Linked DNA regions of Triticum aestivum: region 2 is linked to region 1. The links are chromatin contacts, called in public Hi-C maps. All regions are on one chromosome and are shown on one strand. The core of a region is the stretch at or near the end of the contact, and the rest is flanking DNA. Distances in the headings are between cores, read along the strand shown.

Region 1 (5,429 bases), core at 2,102-4,601:
ATTCTATTAAATGCAAGTTCATCTAATATGGCTTCGTAAGTTTAAACTCTGTGATTTTTAGACTTCTACTGCCTAGAAATCTGTGTTACCATTGAGAAATGAAATTTGTTGTTTATATCGCTCTAGCTGCAGGAGCGCATATATAGCGGCGGCTGTCGGCGGAGGAGAGCACACACGGGCGGTGTAACAAGCTATAGCTAGCCCGAACTCAAATTAGCCATGGCGTGCAGCTGTAGGCACAGGCATCTTCTGAAATTTGACAGTAGAGAATTGGTAGTCAGGTTGTTTCAAAGGGAGAACGATGATGTCAAACCTGAACTGAAATTGCTCCAAGTCAAATTAGCCTGAACCTACCCGACGGTGCTAGCTGTATATATTGCCTCTATTCAGTGTCAGATTTCTTCAGTGTCGATTGCTCAGTGTACTGCTGCTAGTGTCAATTCATGCATTGGTTTGGGTTTGATTTAGTCAAGTAGGTTCAGTAGTAGGTACTCCCTCCGTCCGGAAATACTTGTCGTAGAAATGGTTGTAAGTATTTCCGGACGGAGGGAGTACTATACTATGTCACCGCAATTTTATTGCTCTCTATCAAGAAGCCCAAATGCATGTTTTGGATTAATTTGACATGGGTTTGATGAACTATGTAATATAGCTAACAATTTGTGTTGAACATGCCTTCAAATATTTGATAGTTGAAGCAGGCAAAAAATATATGACATTATTTTGTTGCTATTTCGCAAAGTTCAATACATATGAAATTGTGGTAAACAAATTTGTGGCGCAGCTGCCCTATTTTAGGGCGGCTGTTGGAGCAGTTGTGCCCTATTATAGGGCTGCTGTTGGACACACCATGTTTTTGTGCAAAAAAAAAGCACTTTTGGTGCCCAAATGTTTTTACTCCCAAGCTCTTTTGGTGCCCTATTTTGGGGCTGCTATTGGAGATGCTCTTAGCATAGTTTATCTGAAGTCTATTAAATGTGAGTTCATCTAATATGGCTTCATCAGTTTATTAAACGTTGTGATTTTTTAGGCTTCTGCTGCCTAGAAATTTGTGTTACCATGGAGAAATGAAATTTGTTGTTTATAAGCCTATATCGCACTAACAGGCTGAGTGTTGATTGTTTGGTTTTTAGACTTGTCTTTTCCAAACTAATACATGGGGCTTTGGTGTGTGCAGATTCAAAGGGCAGCAAAAAGCGACCAGGGTCGGTGTTGCACGAATCCTTTCGGAAGAAGCTGCCTGCGATCAATCCCAGCGAAGATCTGCCTACGATGGGTGATGAAGGGGATCCTATCCAGTTGGAATAGATGTTGGGTAATATGGTCACCGTTGTCAGGGGATGTGGAAGGCAAGAAATTGTATCACATTTCTGTTCATGAGTATGACCTCAGCAGGCTATTTGCAATTCTGTTCATGAGTAGTATGTTGGATATTAAGACACAATTAACCCTTTTGAACTCTGTTGGGATGACTGTTTGGCCAATCTATCATTATTCATTCTGCATCGTAATGCTATTCATCTGACAGGTTAATTATATGCCTGCTTGTTCAGGTATGAGCTGACTAGTCATTCTTTGACCTGTACTCCTGGGCTGTTTGGCAGGACGAACACCATATGAACTGCACATCGCAGGTATTTAGAGCTTGTTGATCACAAGCTCGCTCCGCTCGTGCTTCGGCCATTATGACCGGGCTCCGAAAATCCCATCGCTAGGGGTGCTTGAATCGCTCCAAATCCGTCAAGCTGATATCAAAATTGAATGGTCCGATTCCCTCCTTTTTTTGTCTTTTTCTTTATTTTCATGTTTCTATTATGTTTTCGCATTTCTTTTTATTTTCTCTTTTAATTTTCCAATCTAGTTTTTCATTTATATATTTCTTTTGCACAATTTCCAAAACCAATGTGTAAGCACTTCTAAGAAATAACATGAACATTTTATTAGACGGTGTAAATATTTTATAGAAGGCGCAGATAGTTCTTAAAATTACATGAACATTCTTCAAATAGTCTTTAATGTTTTACTTGAACATTTTTTAAATGCATGAACACTTCTAATAATTACATGATTTTTTTATAAAAATGTATGTATACTTTTTTTTTGAAAACTATATGATTTTTATAAAATATGGGAACACTCTTTTAGATACATGAATGTATCTTGAAAATGATAGAAAACTTTCTAAAACTATATGAATAATGTCTAAAAGGTTGATGTTTTTAAAATTACATTGATATTTTTATAAGTACGTGAATTCTTACTTTGTTATATGTATAAATATTATTTATATTTTAAATTGGTTATACATAAACTAGTGAGATAATTAAACTTTTTTTATTGTGTATATTTTAAATGAAGTTTCAAGATTTATGAAAGAGAAAACCCAAAATAGTACCCGTTAATGGACCCCATCAAAAGCGAGAAATGGTGATACCTGTTTGTCAATCATTTTTAGATTCTCAAAAAAAAGTGTCGGTTGTTTCCTAAAAAACTTATTTGTCAATTGTCATGACTAAATGTTGAGCAAACTAATAGGGCGACGCTCGCATGAGCCAGCTCATGTTTCCCCCCCCCCCCCCCTCCCAATTTTTCATCGATCGGCTGATTCGTTCGGTTCCACTCCCGTTTTTGAGTTGGCTTCTTTAGTTTCCTTTTTTTTGCTCCGATTTTATTCAATTTTTTTAATGTTCACAATTTTTGCAAAACAATTCACAAATATAAAAGCTTTCTATTTTTAAAATATTGATCGTAAAAGCTCCACATATTTAAAAAATGTTTCGATTTTTAAAGGGTATTCTAAAATAAATAAATAATCATGCCTTTTGAAATCCAAAATTTAAAACTATTGAACCAAAAAACCAGTAGAAACTATAGAAAAGAAAAAAAAACACTCTGGTGCCTTGCTCCTGTCGCTACAGCACCGCCGCCGAGTGCCATGGGGGTTGGAGCAGTTATGACACACTGTGTGTTTGTGTGACATCTTGGCGCGCTGAGCGTTACATAGGAGGGCTCGTGAGAAATAATACCCCAAGGAGTAATTGTTGCCTGGAAGATGGTTTGAGGTATTTTCCTAACAGCAGCCAGAGAGAGCAGAACATAACAAGGGTGGCCTACTGACCTTGCTATATATCCTCTCTTTTTTTAGCTGGACCTTGATAATATCTTTGATCCAGAGACTGTTGGCAAGCCCACCGTTGCTCAATAAGCGAGGTACAGTACGTACTAATATTATGGCAGTGCCCGACAATGTCCCACCGTCGCTGAAATTCTAGCGCGGCCGGCTACTACTTGGGCCCTGACTCTCTGCTGTGCTGTATATGAACCGACCCAATGGGCTCTGGTGACCCAAAGAACGTCCCGCCGCCCGCTGACCACTCGCTGAGCTACATTTACTCAAAAAAAAAAACTCGCTGAGCTACAGGAGTAAAGGAGGGAAAGATTCTGCAGGAGGTCACCGCAATAATAAACTAGCGACGCCGTACAGATCCGGTACGATTCCGGTACAGCAGCGCATCGGGGTTTTTTCTACCTGCAGACAATCTGTCGTCAGGTTTATCAATTAGTTTACCACCGTACTTCCGTGATGCCAATCTAAGTGGAGCAGAGTACTGGTGGTACTGAAGGTGGTGGTGAGACAGTGAAAAAAAGCTGGTGGTTCTTTCTTCAGGAGCGTGATGAGCGAGCGCCCAGTCACCCAAAAGATCCATGATGAGATGATCAAGGATTGGAACTCGGCGCCCCCGATGTACGTGGGCCATGCATGGCTCTGTATGTATCCGGCATCAGGGCCCGTACGCACGCGCCGGGCGGGCGCGGCGGCAGCTGCCGCAACGCTGCAGCGCCGTGCCGGGCGTACGAGCGGACCGGCGATGCAGCTAGCGCGGCATGGTGGCGCTAACCTAATCCGGGGCTCGTTACACAGCAGCCTCGCCGTCGTGTACGTACGTATGTACGTCAATGATGCAGGCAGGTGCACGGCGAGCCGGCCGCATGCACCGGCCGGCCTCGGAGGCCTCGACTCGAGGGTGGCCTGGCCATGGCCATCATTGAGCGGAGCTGCAGTAGTGCTACGCACTGTAGTAGTAGTAGTCCGGAGACTGGGCGAGAGAGGAAGAGCGGATAAAGAACTCCCACCAGCGCAGTACGTACCAACCGCGAGCGTACGGAGTCCATGGACCCGCCGTGCCATCCATGATCCATCATCTCACCCCCACGACCCCAGGCCGGCCGGCCGGAGAAAAGTCTCCCTGATCCTGGCGCGCCAAAGATCTGATCTCGATTGCCTGCTAACCGGAAAAGGATTCAATCAGATTCAGACCACTGATGCGCCTGAATCTCCGGAATGCCACACTGATGCAAACACAGGCATACGCACAGTTCAGGCGCGCCCTTTAATTAGCAGAACTAGCAATACGTACCACGCTCTTGCTCTTGGCACTTGTTAGACTAGTCATAGTGGGGAGTAACTTGTATTAGCAACATACATGTACGTTACGATCTCCGGAATGCCCCGACGAGGATTACGCCATCCGACCACGTCGAGACAGAGGAGGATTTGACGGCCGGCTTGGCCATTCCGGAGTGTGCCCACACAGATGCCGGCGGTCGATATATGTGACTCGCCCCAGCTCGTGTGGGCGCAGATGAGCACGGACACCGGCGGCGCCCGGGCTGCCCTCGGCGTATTCAACGGAATGACGGAACAAGAATTGATACGTTCTGTTTGCACCTATCCAATCAAAGTTGCATACGTCATGTTCAATGTTTTGCATAGACCACTAATTCATTTCGGACCTGATGAATGCTTACAAGTCATGATCATCTGAAGGCGTTCATGTCGAACATGATCAATGACAATGAAGATCCGACCTAGATGGAGTATGAATTGGAGGGCGCCACATTTGAAGCTGGGACAACATCCGATCCCAATCCGACCAAGAAAAAGAAGAAGAAGGACAAGACGACAAAGGCAAGAGGTCCGTCATTCTCAAGATTTAAGGACATCTTGTTGGTCAAAGCTTGGTTGGCCACAACACTGGATCCAATATGCGGCACCGAGCAAAAGGGGAAAAAGTATTTGGAGAAGATTTGGAAAAAGTATCACGAAGAAAAGTAGTATGTGGAGCTGCATCCTATCATGACCAACCGCAATGTGGCATCACTCCAATATCAATGGGGATCATTCAAGGGGGAAGTGAACAAGTACGTCAGCTACTACTCACAAGCTACTAAATGCCCTCAAAGTGGGATGGGAGTGGCAACTCACGTAAGCTCAATTGCTTCATCTTGTCATCATTTGCATATACTTCTTTTGTTTTCATTCTCGTGCTCATACATATATTGTTTGCTAGACGACGGTGGCAGCCATCGATCTCAAAGCCGGGAAAAAGAGAAATGATGGCTCAAGCTCCCACCAATCAATTGGGTTG
Region 2 (5,552 bases), core at 166-2,665, 150 kb after region 1:
CGGTGCCCAACGGCACCATCGCCCTGCGCTCGTCCATCCAGACTCGAGGACTCTGGAAAATCTGTCGTGCGTAGCACCTGCCGACCAGGCATGACATAACGCAGCACATGTCGTCCAAGCATGACTTGACATCTTCACCGAAGTTCTGTGCAAGATAAAGCCGCTCCACCTCCTGCTTCTATCTTCTAGCCCTGCTCCACAAACGATGCTCCGAGAAACGACACCACAATACCGCCATCGTCGAATACCAGATCCTAGGGTTTCCCACAGAGCAGTACGAGTGGGTCGACAGTAGTTAGACGATGATGCCTTCATCAAGGTAACGACACAGGACGCCGCCATTGGCTTGGCTTTCACCGGCGACTATGTCTCCCCGACTCGCAAGCGAGACTAGACGACGGATCTCGAGATCCGACCACCCAGCCTCATGCCGATCACCTCCGACGAAGGAGATGGCCACCAGCGCCATAATCCTCGTGATGCGTGGCAGACCTGGAGTGTCTCCACGAGCCGTCGCTGTGACGCCCCAAGACCGGAGCTTCAGATGCCTTCCAGGGTTTTCGGGTTTCGTCGTTTGTTTTGTTTGGTTCGTTGCATCATGTGCATTACATCATGTCATCATGCCATCATCTCATAAATCTTTTGCAACTCAACTAAATAAATTGCATGGATCTTCGGCCCATTTAAACCAAGGGAATTCACATGGTGATTCTCTTTATAATATATCCTCCCGATATTAGGGAGCTATATTAAATATTCTATTTGTTGGAATTCACCGGAGCACACTTGCAAAATAAATCTCAATGCCTTTGTTATCACAACTCTTGGCCTCTAACTTTGCTACTTATTCTTTCATCATATTCCGAGGTTCCTCCAAAAATCCGAACATTTTTGGATACTCCTAAAACCTCGTCCTAGTTCAAATCTTTTGAATTAAATTTAAATGAGTTTGATTTAAACTCTTCTATTTCGCGTGGAACTTCTTTTCTTGGACTAAGTATAATTCTTAGACTCAGCAGGAGAAGTTTCAACATTTTCTAAAAACCCTAGCTATTTCTTTCCTTCCTTTTTCGTCCTGTCTACTTTTCTGTATATGAGAAATAGCAAAAGGTTGGTCTTTTTGATCCGAAGCGGCAACTGGCCGGCCCATCTGCAGGCCCAGCCGAACCCTCCCTCCTAATCCCTCTCTAAGTCCCAGCCCGCACCGGCTCCAACCCTAACCCTCGCTCCCTCTCCCCTCGTTCGATCTCTCCCGTTTCCCCTCGCTGTGCCGCCAGGAGAGCCGTGGCTCGATCCATCTCTCCCTCCTCTCGTTCTCTTCCTCACGCGCCAGGCAGAAGCCCCACGCCCGACCCCATCTCCTCGATCTCCCTCACTCCCACGTCTCCTTCCCCTGCTCGTGCGCCAGAGAGGAGCGAGAGCCTCTCGCCGATCCCCACCATCGCCACCGCGCCCTGTCGCCCGGTCGCTGGACCTCGCCTGGTCTTCCTCCACCACCACCGCTGGACTGCTTCCTCTCCTGCAACCTCGTCCCCGACGCCAGCCAGAGCCCCCGCCACCACCTTGCTCCGTCGCCCGCCTTCCTCGCGAATCGCCGCTTCAGGCCGCCGGTCGTGGAGACCACCGCGACCAGGAGGAGCTCCCCGCTCCAACGTGCTCCTCCCTCGCCTCAGACGCGTCGCCGGCCAACCTTCGCTGGAGCACGCGCCTAAGTCGGCTCGACCCGCGTCCTCGCCTACAACGCCTCAAGCTCCCTGCGCTCGATCCCCCGCATCCTCTGCTCGCGAACCTCGCCCGTTTGCCTCCGTCCTCAACCACGTCGGCCACCGGAGCCGTTGCCGGCTACCACTCCGTCGTAGCTCCATGCTGCCTGCGCTGCTTCCCCTCCTCGTGACTAGGCGGAGCAGTTTCACCGCTGGCCGAAGTCCCGCAGGAGCAGGAGTTCGTGTCGTCTCTGCCGTCCAGCGTCGCCTCCCACCTTCCTCTCCTGCACCTCGTGCCCGCCAAGTTCCAGGAAACCCAGGTATGACCTCGTGTACATCTACGTGATGAGCCGCCAAGTTCCACGAAGCTCCAAGTTCGACTACATTGTGAGACGAAAAACGCCAAGTACCTCTCCATAAACGAACATGCACCACTACGCCCGGAGGCCTCGAATCCGTCAAGTCCAACATCGTTTGTGCTCAACTACCCACGACCCCGAACGTCTACGGAAACGGGTACTACTACCGTTGCCGAGATCGCGAGAACCTCTACCTACGAACCTGGAGCAAGTGAGAACCTCCACCGACGAACTCGGAGCGCGTACGACGACCGTTGTCGAAGAACCATGCACGACTACTTCCACTAAGAATGTGAACGACTACTTCCACAATGAACGTGAACGACTACTGTCGCGAGAACAACTACATCCCGTCAAACTCGTTCCGCCTTGAAAACGCACGCTTCGAAGGTATAACCACCGAGACGACGCCCGTGAATGAATGTGGTGTGATGTATGAGATGCTCGTGGTTGCACCACGTCCGAGTTGTTCTTTGCGAGTTCCTCGTTGCCTTGCCGTCGGCATGTGGGAACCCGGTATCCGGGATCATCCCACCGTCCTTGCATGACACACTTCCGTCACTTTTCCTTTTGCACCGGTATCTCCATGAGCTACCGGAACCGAGATGTTGCCGTGACATCATTTTCGGATTCGTTATCGTGGCACCCCTTTCGTTTCCGCCACTTTGACAAGTGCTTCATAATGCTCTTGACAAATTTTAATAAAAATTGCATAAACTTGCACATGTCATCCGCATCATGATAACAACAATTAAAATGTTTAAATTGTTGTTTGTATTAATTTGCTAAATGCATATGGGGATTTACCAGATTTGTTGTTTGCTATATCCGGCCCCATTTAAATTGTTTAGATAGATAATTCCTTTATGTTTCACCTCTTGACATGTTTAACTACATTTAATATTGTTGGGTACATAACCGAGATTGAACTAAATAACTTGAATGTGGTGTTTCGTCAATATGCAACGGAGTTGCATGTTGAGCTCTACTTAATTTGTAGAATTGTTTGTGCATTTTGCCATGCCATGCTTCATTAAACCGGACATGCATCATACTTGATTGTGCATCATGCCATGTTTATGTGATAATTGTTTACTATGTTGTTTGCTTCTTTCCGGTGTTGCTTCTTCGGATTAGTTCCGATAACGTCGCGTTTGTGAGGATACGTTGGCTACGTCCGTTTGTCTTCCTCATGGACTCGTTCTTCTTCCTTACGGGATCTCATGCAAGATGACCATACCCTCGAAGTCACTTCTATCTTTGCTTGCTAGTTGCTCGCTCTTTTGCTATGCCTATGCTACGATACCTACCACTTGCTTATCATGCCTCCCATATTGCCATGTCAAACCTCTAACCCACCTTATCCTAGCAAATCATTGTTTGGCTATGTTACCGCTTTGCTCAACCTCTTTTGTAGCGTTGTTAGTTGCAGGTGAAGATTGGAGTTTGTTCCATGTTGGAACATGGATATTTGTTGGGATATCACAATATCTCTTATTTAATTAATGCATCTATATACTTGGTAAAGGGTGGAAGGCTCGGCCTTATGCCTGGTGTTTTGTTCCACTCTTGCCGCCCTAGTTTTCGTCATACCGGTGTTATGTTCCTTGATTTTGCGTTCCTTACACGGTTGGGTTATAATGGGAACCCCTTGACAGTTCGCCTTGAATAAAACTCCTCCAGCAAGGCCCAACATTGGTTTTACCATTTGCCACCTAGCCTTTTCTTTCCCTTGGGTCGGCCGGCTCAAGGTTCATCTTTATTAAACCCCCGGGCCAGTACTTCTCTAAGTGTTGGTCCAACCGAGCGATGTCCGGGGCTACCAGGGGCAACTCTGGGCTGGCCTACCCGACGTCTTGCTCATTCGGTGTGCCCTGAGAACGAGATATATGCAGCTCCTATCAGGATTTGTTGGCACATCTGGGTGGCTTTGCTGGTCTTGTTTTACCATTGTCGAAATGTCTTGTAACCGGGATTCCGAGTCTGATCGGGTCTTCCTGGGAGAAGGAATATTCTTCGTTGACCGTGAGAGCTTGTGATGGGCTAAGTTGGGACACCTCTGCAGGGATTTGAACTTTCGAAAGCCGTGCTCGCGGTTATGGGCAGATGGGAGTTTGTTAATGTCCGGTTGTAGATAACTTGACACTTAACGTAATTAAAATGCATCAACCGCGTGTGTAGCCGTGATGGTCTCTTCTCGGCGGGGTTCGGGAAGTGAACACGGTGTTGGAGTTATGTTTGAACGTAGGTTGTTCTAGGATCACTTCTTGATCATAGATTCTCGACCGTGCTTTGCCTTCTCTTCTCGCTCTCATTTGCGTAAGTTAGCCACCATATATGCTAGTGCTTGCTGCAGCTCCACCTCATTACTCCTTTCCTACCCATAAGCTTAAATAGTCTTGATCTCGCGGGTGTGAGATTGCTGAGTCCCCGTGACTCACAGATACTTCTAAAACCAGTTTGTAGGTGCCGATGAATTCGTGCATGTGACGCAACCGAGCTCAAGGAGGAGCTCGATGAAGATCGTGTTCGTTATGTTGTTCCGTTTCCAATTGATCAGTAGTGGAGCCCAGTTGGGACGATCGGGGATCTGTGTAGCATTTGGGGTAGTCTTCTTTTATTTTGGTTCCGTAGTCGGACCTTGATTGTATCTGGATGATGTAATGTTAAATTCATGTATTGTGTGAAGTGGCGACTGTAAGCCAACTATGTATCTCTTTCCCTTATGTATTACATGGGTTGTGTGAAGGTTACCTCACTTGCGACATTGCTTTCAATGCGGTTATGCCTCTAAGTCGTGCTTCGACACGTGGGAGATATAGCCGCATCGAGGGCGTTACAGTCGCCGAGGCCGACGAGAGGCAGCGGAAGAGGACATAATAGCAGCAGCCCTAGATCAAGCCTGCCTATCACACCGCCGCCTCTTGCCAATCTCGCCATCTGCAGCAGAGCTCCTCGACGCGTCCCGACCGCCCCTGCCCGCCATCCACGTCGCAAGGGGTGATGATCTGGCAGTCGCCGACTCAGATCCTCGGATGCGAGAGGAGTTCCGCCGCCGTCGTGCCATAGGGCCGACGCCCAGCAACGTTGCCGACTGCGGCGGAGGGAGGAAGATGCGCAAGGTCGAGAGGGATGGGTGGTGGCCGCCTGGTGCGTCCCAGCGGCGGCTGCACGGGGTCGGGTCGAGGGAGGGGGTCCTTAAAAATTGAGAAAGAATTTCACTTCTCCGGCCTCTGCACGGTTAACTGTATTTATAATCGGCATGTAAACTGTAAACTGAAAATATCCATATTAGCGATTATAAACTGTAATTTATAACAGGAATACAACGATGGGGGCTAGAGGAAGATTTTTGAAATAGCAAACACGATGAGAATGTTATTTTGTGCATATACTGGAAGTGGAGAGATTGTCTTGCAGAGAGGAAAAAGGTGAGTGGTTCCACTTTATTTGATGAGAATGTTCAGCAATGTATGTCTTCATAGTATGA

The links. Hi-C and Micro-C count contacts between places; a contact is called where the count stands out from the background.
Region 2: a Hi-C map of leaf shows a contact between it and region 1, with 2.5 times the contacts expected there. The contact joins two enhancer-like sites. A contact is called at or near these places in 4 of 5 Hi-C or Micro-C datasets (leaf and an unstated tissue).

What each region holds. Positions count from the first base shown.
Region 1 is chr2A:56,967,025-56,972,453 of IWGSC CS RefSeq v2.1, forward strand. No RefSeq gene overlaps it. Among protein-coding and RNA genes, the nearest start is that of LOC123184687, 32 kb to the left of the region's middle. Within about 2 kb of position 3,352, at least 3 of the 8 cell types and tissues checked have an H3K27ac peak or open chromatin away from gene starts, as enhancers often do.
Region 2 is chr2A:57,118,621-57,124,172 of IWGSC CS RefSeq v2.1, forward strand. No RefSeq gene overlaps it. Among protein-coding and RNA genes, the nearest start is that of LOC123184688, 22 kb to the left of the region's middle. Within about 2 kb of position 1,416, at least 1 of the 8 cell types and tissues checked has an H3K27ac peak or open chromatin away from gene starts, as enhancers often do.